Linked DNA regions of Pan troglodytes: all the other regions are linked to region 2. A link is a contact called in public HiChIP or PLAC-seq data. All regions are on one chromosome and are shown on one strand. Each heading gives the region's core, a stretch centred on a gene start, on an enhancer-like site or on the middle of the called end of the contact. The rest is flanking DNA. Distances are from core to core; before and after follow the strand shown. Region 1 holds the start of KLHDC2 (kelch domain containing 2). Region 2 holds the start of DNAAF2 (dynein axonemal assembly factor 2). Region 3 holds the start of NEMF (nuclear export mediator factor).

Evidence for each region. HiChIP or PLAC-seq counts read pairs in DNA pulled down with a chosen protein or histone mark.
Region 1: a contact with region 2 is called in an H3K4me3 HiChIP or PLAC-seq map of stem cell-derived excitatory neurons, with 6 times the contacts expected there. The contact joins the promoter of KLHDC2 here to the promoter of DNAAF2 in region 2. A contact is called at or near these places in 2 of 7 Hi-C or Micro-C datasets (blood and stem cell-derived neural progenitor cells) and 1 of 1 datasets of contacts at active chromatin or transcription factors (stem cell-derived excitatory neurons).
Region 3: a contact with region 2 is called in an H3K4me3 HiChIP or PLAC-seq map of stem cell-derived excitatory neurons, with 4 times the contacts expected there. The contact joins the promoter of NEMF here to the promoter of DNAAF2 in region 2. A contact is called at or near these places in 1 of 7 Hi-C or Micro-C datasets (stem cell-derived neural progenitor cells) and 1 of 1 datasets of contacts at active chromatin or transcription factors (stem cell-derived excitatory neurons).

Annotation. Positions count from the first base shown.
Region 1 is chr15:47,784,227-47,787,140 of NHGRI_mPanTro3-v2.0_pri, reverse strand. It overlaps KLHDC2 (kelch domain containing 2), which reads right to left and starts at 1,466. Exons shown (of 13, transcript XM_054666512.2): 1 at 1,314-1,466. The coding sequence starts at 1,466.
Region 2 is chr15:47,639,962-47,642,974 of NHGRI_mPanTro3-v2.0_pri, reverse strand. It overlaps DNAAF2 (dynein axonemal assembly factor 2), which reads left to right and starts at 1,583. Exons shown (of 3, transcript XM_509930.9): 1 at 1,583-3,013. The coding sequence starts at 2,015.
Region 3 is chr15:47,868,643-47,871,744 of NHGRI_mPanTro3-v2.0_pri, reverse strand. NEMF (nuclear export mediator factor) reads left to right here and starts at 1,308. Exons shown (of 32, transcript XM_054666511.2): 1 at 1,308-2,019; 2 at 2,839-2,907; 3 at 3,056-3,102. The coding sequence starts at 1,961.

The sequences.
Region 1 (2,914 bases), core at 217-2,716, 140 kb before region 2:
AGTTTCCTTCTTGTTGCCCAGGCTGGAGTGCAATGGCGCCGTCTCAGCTCACTGCAAACTCCGCCTCCCGGGTTCAAGTGATTCTCCTGCCTTAGCCTCTGAAGTAGCCGGGATTAGGGCGCCCGTCACCACGCCAGGCTAATTTTTTTTTTGTATTTTTAGTAGAGACGGAGTTTCACTATGTTGGCCAGGCTGGTCTCGAGCTCCTGACTTCAGCTGATCCACCTACCTTGGCCTCCCAAAGTGCTAGGATTACAGGCGTGAGCCACCGCGCCCGGCCCCCTTTCTATTTTCTAACCACATTCATTGGAAACTGGGGAAAACACTGCAGATTCATTAGGATTGGCAAAAAATTACTTTTGCAGTTAAACCAAATTAAAGTATCAGGACAGCTATCTTTGAAAGCTATCTCAAAAATGGTCAACTATGATCAAGTCAGCTGTACCATAAGCTAAAAACAATCACAAAGCAAGTCATCCAAGGCACGGGCGTGGGGAGGGCGGAGAACATTTTCAAGACCAAAGAGGAATTTTGTGGTAGGACTGGCTCAGAGCCATCCTAGCAAATAAAATTCTAGATTTCCGAGGTTAGCAGGGTAAAGAATGGCAACTGGCTTTAAACTGCTAACTAATCACGTTGTTTATAACCAGGGGATCGGAGAGTCAAAGAGCTGCACTCTGTAGTTCATTTGATGCTGGGGATTTTTTGGTTACTGGTGGAGCTTTTCCATTATCTTAATAGGGGTGTCTGCTGAAAAACTTCAACCCAGCTGAAGCCAGAAGGAAAACAGTCCTGATGGCCATTTGCACAGGCGGGAAGGCTGAATAAGGTGGTTCCTGTAACCTTTTGGAATTCCAGTTTTCCTACGCCTCGGCCTCCCTGTAAGTGGGCAGCGGTTCCCAGCTCCAGAGGGTGAAGTCCTCGTAGGCCGTCCTCATAACGCGTCTGAGTGATATCACACACCGTCACCTTTCACACCCCAACCCTTCCGAATGCACCGCCCAAGCAACATTAACAGGACCTTCCCCGGAATAACGCTCCAATGGCAACAACGGGGGTGGGAGTGAGTTGGCTTTGTGAGCACCAGGGTGACATGACAGCAGCCCTGGAGGTTCGAGACGGGTTGGGGGACTCGAGAGAAGGAAGATTCCCGCGCGCAAAAAAAAAACAACCAACGGGCAGAGTCTGAGGTGGGGCGCGCGACGCAGGCGGGGAGCGCCCTCCGCGGCCCGCTCTGGCCTCCCCGCCTGGCCGCGAACGCAGACCCGAGTCACAGCCGAGCGACGTCCGTCGCGGCCCGGCCACTCACTGACCTTGTAGCCGCCCCAGACGAACATGTGGCGCCCGTCGCTGACGGCTACGTGGCCGCTGCGCTCAGCGGGGCAGGCAAGCTCCATGGACTCATAGCTCTCGAAGGCTGGCCCAGGCAAGTCGTCAGCCCGCAGATCCTCGTTGCCATCAGCCATCTTGAGGCTGCACTTTTGCTAACCAACAATGCCCACACCCGCGAGGGGCCAAAGAAACAAAGGAAAAGGAGAGAAATGCACAGCGGCGCGAGGCAAGGAGAAGGCGGTGGCGAAAGGGACGGCGTTGAGGCCTCTCTGCCGCCTGCGCTCGAGTTTCCCAGCCTCCTCGGCCGAGGACGGCTCTCCGCCGCCGCCGGGGCACGCCTGCAGACAGCAGGGCCGCGAGCGGAGCCAGGCGGCGGCGGCGCGGGCCCGGGACTCGGGGCACTGCAGGGAAGCGGTCCGCGTCGGGCCGGCTCCCTCTTGCAGCCCGTCCGCCCCGCCTCCTGCAGTCCACGGCCTTGTTTACGCCGCGGCCGGAAGCCGCCCGTTCCGCTGACGCCGCCCGTTCCGCTGACGCCACCCGCCGAGCTCCGGAAGCGAGGCTGCCGCTCAGCGCCCCCAGCGCCGGGTCCTCCAGCCGCCGCCGCCGCCTCTGCCCGCGCCTCCGCCTACGGCCTGGGCACCGCAGCTCTATGGGGCCCGGCGACTTCCAGTCGCGCTTCGAGTCTCCTTTCACTGAGGGAACCGCAGGGATAATGTCCTGAATCGGTCCCTGAAAGCTGCTGAATTTTAGCCGGATTGCCGCAATTTTTTTTTTTCTTCCCGAGGATTTCTATTCGTTTGATTGAGGGATGATCTCAGAGGGTTCACAGCCCGGGCAGGGGCACCAGAATTGCTCCACTAGCAAGTTTCTGGTCTCGCCTTAGAGTCGATGCAGGCCCTGCTGTTCTGCGGGCGCGAGGGCAGTCGCTTAGCTCTCACGTGGGGCCCAGCCCGATCCTCGGCGGCCTCTCCTGAGCTCCTGCCGCCCCTGCCGGGCGCCGCCTCTGCAGGAATCTGACGTTGCCGCCGCCGCCGCTGCTGCCGCCAGCCGGGCTGCAGAGTTGGCTTGAAAAGCGTTTCCGAAGCCGTAACCACCCTTTTCTTCAGAAAGAAAGGCGGATCCTTTTCACGCACACACAGCTTTCTCTTATTTTATATGATACCTTTCAATTGGGCCAAAATAAAATTACGAGTTACTGTGCTTGATACCTCACCTGTAAAATAGGGTGGGACAAAAATAATCTTAAATTCTTGATCTTACAGTGCCTCTAGAATTTATCGTGTTTGGTAGGAGGGACGTGTTTCATTATCTCCATTTCCCTCATCTTCTGGTTGGGAGCACTCCGTAGAAAAGGAACACTTTGAACAATAAAAGGCTTTTTTTTTTTTTTTAATTATTAAAATGCTTATAGCCTGCCACTCCTCCCCTAGTGTGCCAATGTGTTTACTTGAACTCAAGAACTTGAAAGTTACTTAAGAGGATTAATTAAAGCCTTCAACAAGGAAGCAAATCACCTTGAGGCTGTTAAGACCTTATCTGCCATTCACCCTGGTTGGTGCCCTCAAATCTGTCTGACTCACAG
Region 2 (3,013 bases), core at 334-2,833:
AAAAAAAAAAAGGTTTTGGACCTGGTGTGGTGGCTCATGCCTGTAATCCTATAATCCCAGCACTCTGGGAGGCCGAGGTGTTAGGATCATTTGAATCCAGGAGTTGGAGACCAGCCTGGGCAACATACTGAGAACCCTATCTCTACAAAAACTAAAAAAATTAGCCAGGCATGGTAGCACATGCCTGTAGTCCCAGTTACTTGGGAGGTTGAGGCAGGAGGACTGCTTGAGCCCAGGAGGTTGAAGCTGCACTCCAGCCTGGGCAACAGAGACCCTGTCTCAAAAATATGTACATACATACATAAATGAATAAATGGTGTTGATACAATTGCAAAACTGCTCTCTAGAAAGATTTTACTAAAGTCTACTCCCACCCCAAGGAAATACAGTAAGAATTTTGCTATTTTGGTAGTTTAAATGTGGTATATTTGCATTTTTATTATTAATGAAGTTAGTTTTATATGTTCACGGGCCACTGGTAATTGTTTATGAATAGCCTGCCCATATGTCTTGCCCCAAATGAGTTTTAACTGGGTAAATATGATAGTGGAATCGCCAGAAAATGCAAAGGAGGAACACTGAGATTGAAATGTTGGCCGGGCGCCGTAGCTCACGCCTGTAATCCCAGCATTTTGAGAGGTCGAGGAGGGCAGATCACCTGAGGTCAGGAGTTCAAGACCAGCCTGGCCAACATGGTGAAACCCCATCTCTACTAAAAATACAAAAATTAGCCGGGCGTGGTGGCAGGCGCCTGTAATCTCAGCTACTTGGGAGGCTGAGACAGGAGAATTGCTTGAACCCGGGAGGCTACGGTTGCAGTGAGCCGAGATCCCACCACTGCATGCCAGCCTGGGAGACAGAGTGAGACTATTTCAATAACAACGAAAAAGATTGAAATGTTGGTTTAGCAAAGTGAAAAAAGGCAGATAAACAGGTTTGGATTCGCCTGTTGAATACACTGGCTCTGTGACCTTGGTCCAACTTCTCAGGTCCCATCTTCTTGTTTGTGGAATGGGGATGAGGTTTTTATCTTCAAGTGGTGTGAACAATGAATGGGATAATGTACGTAATGCTGGAAATTATGACAGTTACAATAGTTATTCTGCAGAAGTAACTACACCATGGCATAGGAATCTATATAACAGAGAAAGTAGCCGGGCATGGTGGCTCACGCCTGTAATCCCAGCACTTTGGGAGGCCGAGGCGGGCGGATCACGAGGTCAGGAGATCGAGACCATCCTGGCTAACACGGTGAAACCCTGTCTCTAGTAAAAATACAAAACATTAGCTGGGCGTGGTGGCAGGCGCCTGTAGTCCCAGCTGCTCGGGAGGCTGAGGCAGGAGAGTGGCGTGAACCTGGGAGGCGGAGCTTGCAGTGAGCCGAAACTGCGCCACTGCACTCCAGCCTGGGTGACAGAGCGAGACTCTGTCTCAAAAAAAGAAAAACAAAACAAAGTACGGTGGTGGGTTGGTTTGAGGAATCTAAGAGGGCTATTTCTGGCATTTCCACTATTCCACCATGATTTCCTTGAGAGACTTGCTCTGTCGCCCAGGCCGGAGTGCAGTGGCGCGATCTTGGCTCACTGCAAGAGCTCTGCCTCCTGGGTTTCACGCCATTCTCCTGCCTCAGCCTTCCGAGTAGCTGGGACTACAGGCACCCGCCACCATGCCCGGCTAATTTTTTGTATTTTTAGTAGAGACGGGGTTTCACCGTGTTAGCCAGGATGGTCTCGATCTCCTGACCTCGTGATCCGCCCGCCTAGGCTTCCCAAAGTGCTGGGATTACAGGCCTGAGCCACCGCGCCCGGCCTATTCCACCATGATCTCTACCCCTCCTCCCGAATGTTAGTGGTGTAACTATGACAACAAGCACGCGCTGCTCAAGGCTCAATTTTCCAGCCGTTACCGACCTCCACCGCGTCACTGTCCGCTGCCCAGAGACTCTGAGGCGGATCCCCCAACCCAGTGTCAGACTGATCCCCTTTGGCCCGAGGGCGAGGAGCCATAGGACAGTATGGCCAAAGCGGCGGCCTCCTCGTCGCTGGAGGACTTGGACCTGAGCGGAGAGGAGGTTCAGCGGCTCACCTCCGCCTTCCAGGACCCGGAGTTCCGGCGAATGTTCTCCCAGTACGCCGAGGAGCTCACCGATCCGGAGAACCGGCGGCGCTACGAGGCGGAGATCACCGCGCTAGAGCGTGAGCGCGGGGTGGAAGTGCGGTTCGTGCACCCGGAGCCCGGCCATGTGCTGCGCACCAGCCTGGACGGGGCGCGGCGCTGCTTTGTGAACGTCTGCAGCAACGCGTTGGTGGGCGCGCCCAGCAGCCGGCCCGGCTCCGGTGGCGACCGGGGCGCAGCTCCTGGCAGCCACTGGTCCCTGCCCTACAGCCTGGCGCCCGGCCGCGAGTACGCGGGGCGCAGCACCAGCCGCTACATGGTCTACGACGTGGTCTTCCATCCAGACGCGCTTGCGCTGGCCCGGCGGCACGAGGGCTTCCGCCAGATGCTGGACGCTACGGCCCTGGAGGCCGTCGAGAAGCAGTTCGGCGTGAAGCTGGACCGCAGGAATGCCAAGACCCTGAAGGCCAAGTATAAGGGGACCCCAGAGGCTGCGGTGCTGCGCACGCCCCTGCCCGGGGTCATCCCCGCAAGGCCTGACGGGGAGCCGAAGGGTCCTCTCCCGGACTTCCCCTACCCTTACCAGTACCCGGCAGCCCCCGGGCCCCGGCCGCCCTCCCCTCCGGAAGCGGCCTTGCAGCCCGCCCCCACCGAGCCTCGCTACAGCGTGGTGCAGCGCCACCACGTGGACCTCCAGGATTACCGCTGCTCCAGGGACTCAGCCCCGAGCCCCGTGCCCCATGAGCTGGTGATCACCATCGAACTGCCGCTGTTGCGCTCGGCCGAGCAGGCGGCGCTGGAGGTCACGAGAAAGCTGCTGTGCCTCGACTCGAGGAAACCTGACTATCGGCTGCGGCTCTCGCTCCCGTACCCAGTGGACGATGGCCGCGGCAAGGCA
Region 3 (3,102 bases), core at 59-2,558, 230 kb before region 2:
AATCAGCATGTTGTACATTAAGTCTCCAGAACTTATTCCACGTATAACCGAAAGTTTGTGCATTTTGACCAGTATCTTCCCATTTCCCCCACATCCCAAGTCCTGGAAACCACATTTCTGCTGTCTGTTTCTATGAGAAACTTCTAGATTCCACGTATAAGTGAGATCATGCAGTATTTGTCTTTTTATGTCTGGCTTATTTCACTTAGCATAATGTCCTCCAGGTTCATCCATGTTGTTAAATCCATGCCAGTTGCAAACAGCAAGATTTATTTCTTTTTTGAAAGCTGATTAATATTCCACTGTATGTATGTGTGTGTGTGTGTGTACATATATATTTGCACTCATTATCCGTTCATTCGTTGATGAAAAGTAGATTATCCCTATATCTCGGCTATTGTGAATAATGCTGCAATGAACATGAACATATATCTTCAGGATAGTGATTTTGTTGCTAGATCACATGGTAATTCTATTCTTAATTTTGTGAGGAGCCTTTATACTGTTTTGCACAATGGCTCTACTAATTTACATTCCCATCAACAGCATACAAAAGTTCCCTGTTCTCCACATTCTCGCCAATGCTTTCATATTTTGGGCCATTCTGTATGGTTTACTGTACCGTATGACAGTAATGCTGTGCAGTATGTGCTATAGCCATTTTTGCATCTACTGGTACCAGTTCTGAAATAGCAGCGGCGCCCTTTCTGTTTAGAGTCGCCTTCTGGTGGTAGGAATTCTGGTTGCTACCATGTGTAGCCTGCAAGCCTCTAGCAGCTCTTTTGCAGCGACGCCGAGCGCCGGGCGCGGTGGCGCGTGCCTGTAGTCCCAGCTACTCGGGAGGCTGAGGCTGGAGGATCCCTTGAGTTCAGGAGTTCTGGGCTGTAGTGCGCTATGCCGATCGGGTGTCCGCACTGAGTTCGGCATCAATATGGTGACCTCCCGGGAGCGGGGGACCACCAGGTTGCCTAAGGAGGGGTGAACCGGCCCAGGTCGGAAACGGAGCAGGTCAAAACTCCCGTGCTGATCAGTAGTGGGATCGCGCCTGTGAATAGCCACTGCACTCCAGCCTGGGCAACATAGTGAGACCCTGCCTCTTTTGAGTTCTCACCTTATAAAGTAGCCTTTCTTCCCATGCATCTATCCTAAGACAAAAGAAATGCAGAATTTACATTCTTACAGGACTATTTTCCTCACTACACTGTGAATCCCCCCTCCCACCCCACCCCCATTGGGAATCTTCTTGTTTTTATTTTTATCTTATTTCACCATTATCTAGCTAAACACTTGCACATTCATGCTGCCAGGTGTTTATGGAGCACCGATTGTACACCAGGTACTGCGGTGAGTCTCAGGGGTACCAAGACCGAGGTTCGATGAGAATCCTGTAATCAACTGCAGAATGCTCCTTCGGAGAACAGGACCCATCAAAATAGGAACTCCGTTTTGAGAGTTCGCCTCGATCGTTGAGGATAATCTTAGAAGGACCGAAGCAGTTCCGTTTCGTTACATTTCAAAATCTTATGTCAAAGTAAGCACGCAGAAAGGGGTCCTTGCTCTTCTACACTGAGCCCTACGGCCCCCCTGTGGGGAAATACTCCTGATAATCATCTCGAAAATTGTTTCGACCAGCAGGGGTCACTATGAAGGCTGACTTGAGCCCAAAACACAATGGGGCACGGTAACCAGACTGGTCCGTAAGGGTTCCAGGAAGGAATGCAGCTTCAAGAGAACAGTTTGAATCTTTATTCGAATTTGAATTTTGGTACAATGAAGAGAGTCAGCTGCAACTTGACAATCGAAATCCTCAGAAAAGCGACACAAATACGTTCGCCTCGAGGAATATTGGGTCTTCTGCGCGGCCGTAGAGCTCCGCCAAGTGCGCCTGCGCGGAAGAGAAGTGGCGTCGAGTCCGGCCGGGCAGTAGAGGAAATTGCGGTAGTGACCCTCGGGCCTCGCCATGAAGAGCCGCTTTAGCACCATTGACCTCCGCGCCGTACTCGCGGAGCTGAATGCTAGGTACAGTACCCTAAGTGACGAGGCTTGTGTGGGGAGTGCAGGAGGCAGAGGCCGGAGTCCCATGGCGCAAACAGACCAGCTTGATGTGTTTCCTTATTTCCTAGTGCGTCTATGGACCTGCCTAGGCCTGAGTGGACAGGCGTGTGGTGTCTTTCCCGTGACCCTTAGGATACCCCTGGGTGTCCCAGGCACCTCGTGCCCCATCCCCCGCGTCCTCCCAGCTCTCTGGCTTGCCCCGCTAGCGCGAAGCTCTTGCATTGTTGGCCTGGGTTGTCCGGGTCGGGCAGGAAACGTTTGTTAAAACACGAGACGCCAGAGTGGTCGTTTGCTTCAGAGGTTTCCAGACGGGGGCTTGGTTTCTTGAACACCTCCCTCCCCTCACCCCAGAGAGAGAGAGAGCATCGCGGTTTTAGCTGGATTGAGCAGATTTGGACTGAGATCTGGATTCTAGTCTGGATTCTATTATTCAGCCCTGTGAGCTTTGTCATATTTTCGGGGCCCTCTTTTATCTTTTTTTTTTTCTCCTTTGTAATAAATTAATTGGATTATATTTTACTGTATTTCTCCCCCAAAATTGGGTCATTTGGAAGACGCAAGTTATAGTGTGTTGTTCCTAGAGCTGATAGACCACTTCTGTTTTTAAATCGTTACTCTTAAGTTTTGAACTGAATCTCCAAATGGCTTTCAGACTCTGCTCCTCGGCTGACTCCATATCCTTAGAGACTGAGATCCGCTCTTTCGGAGCTTTTATTAAATTATGTGTAGTTTTATGTTTCAGACAGTAGTGTAACATGTTACATGTTTCCTTTATCTTTGCAGCTTGCTAGGAATGAGAGTAAACAATGTTTATGATGTGGATAATAAGACATACCTTATTCGTCTTCAAAAGTAAGAACATTTTATAGGCTTATTTTCTCTTTGACAATTAAGTATGAGATTACTGATTTTTTTTTTTTTTTTACCTACATTTTAAGCCTGTTTAGCAATTAGCTTTGGCATATACCCTAAAGAAAAATTCGACTTTTTTCTTCTACAGACCGGACTTTAAAGCTACACTTTTACTTGAATCTGGCATACGAATTC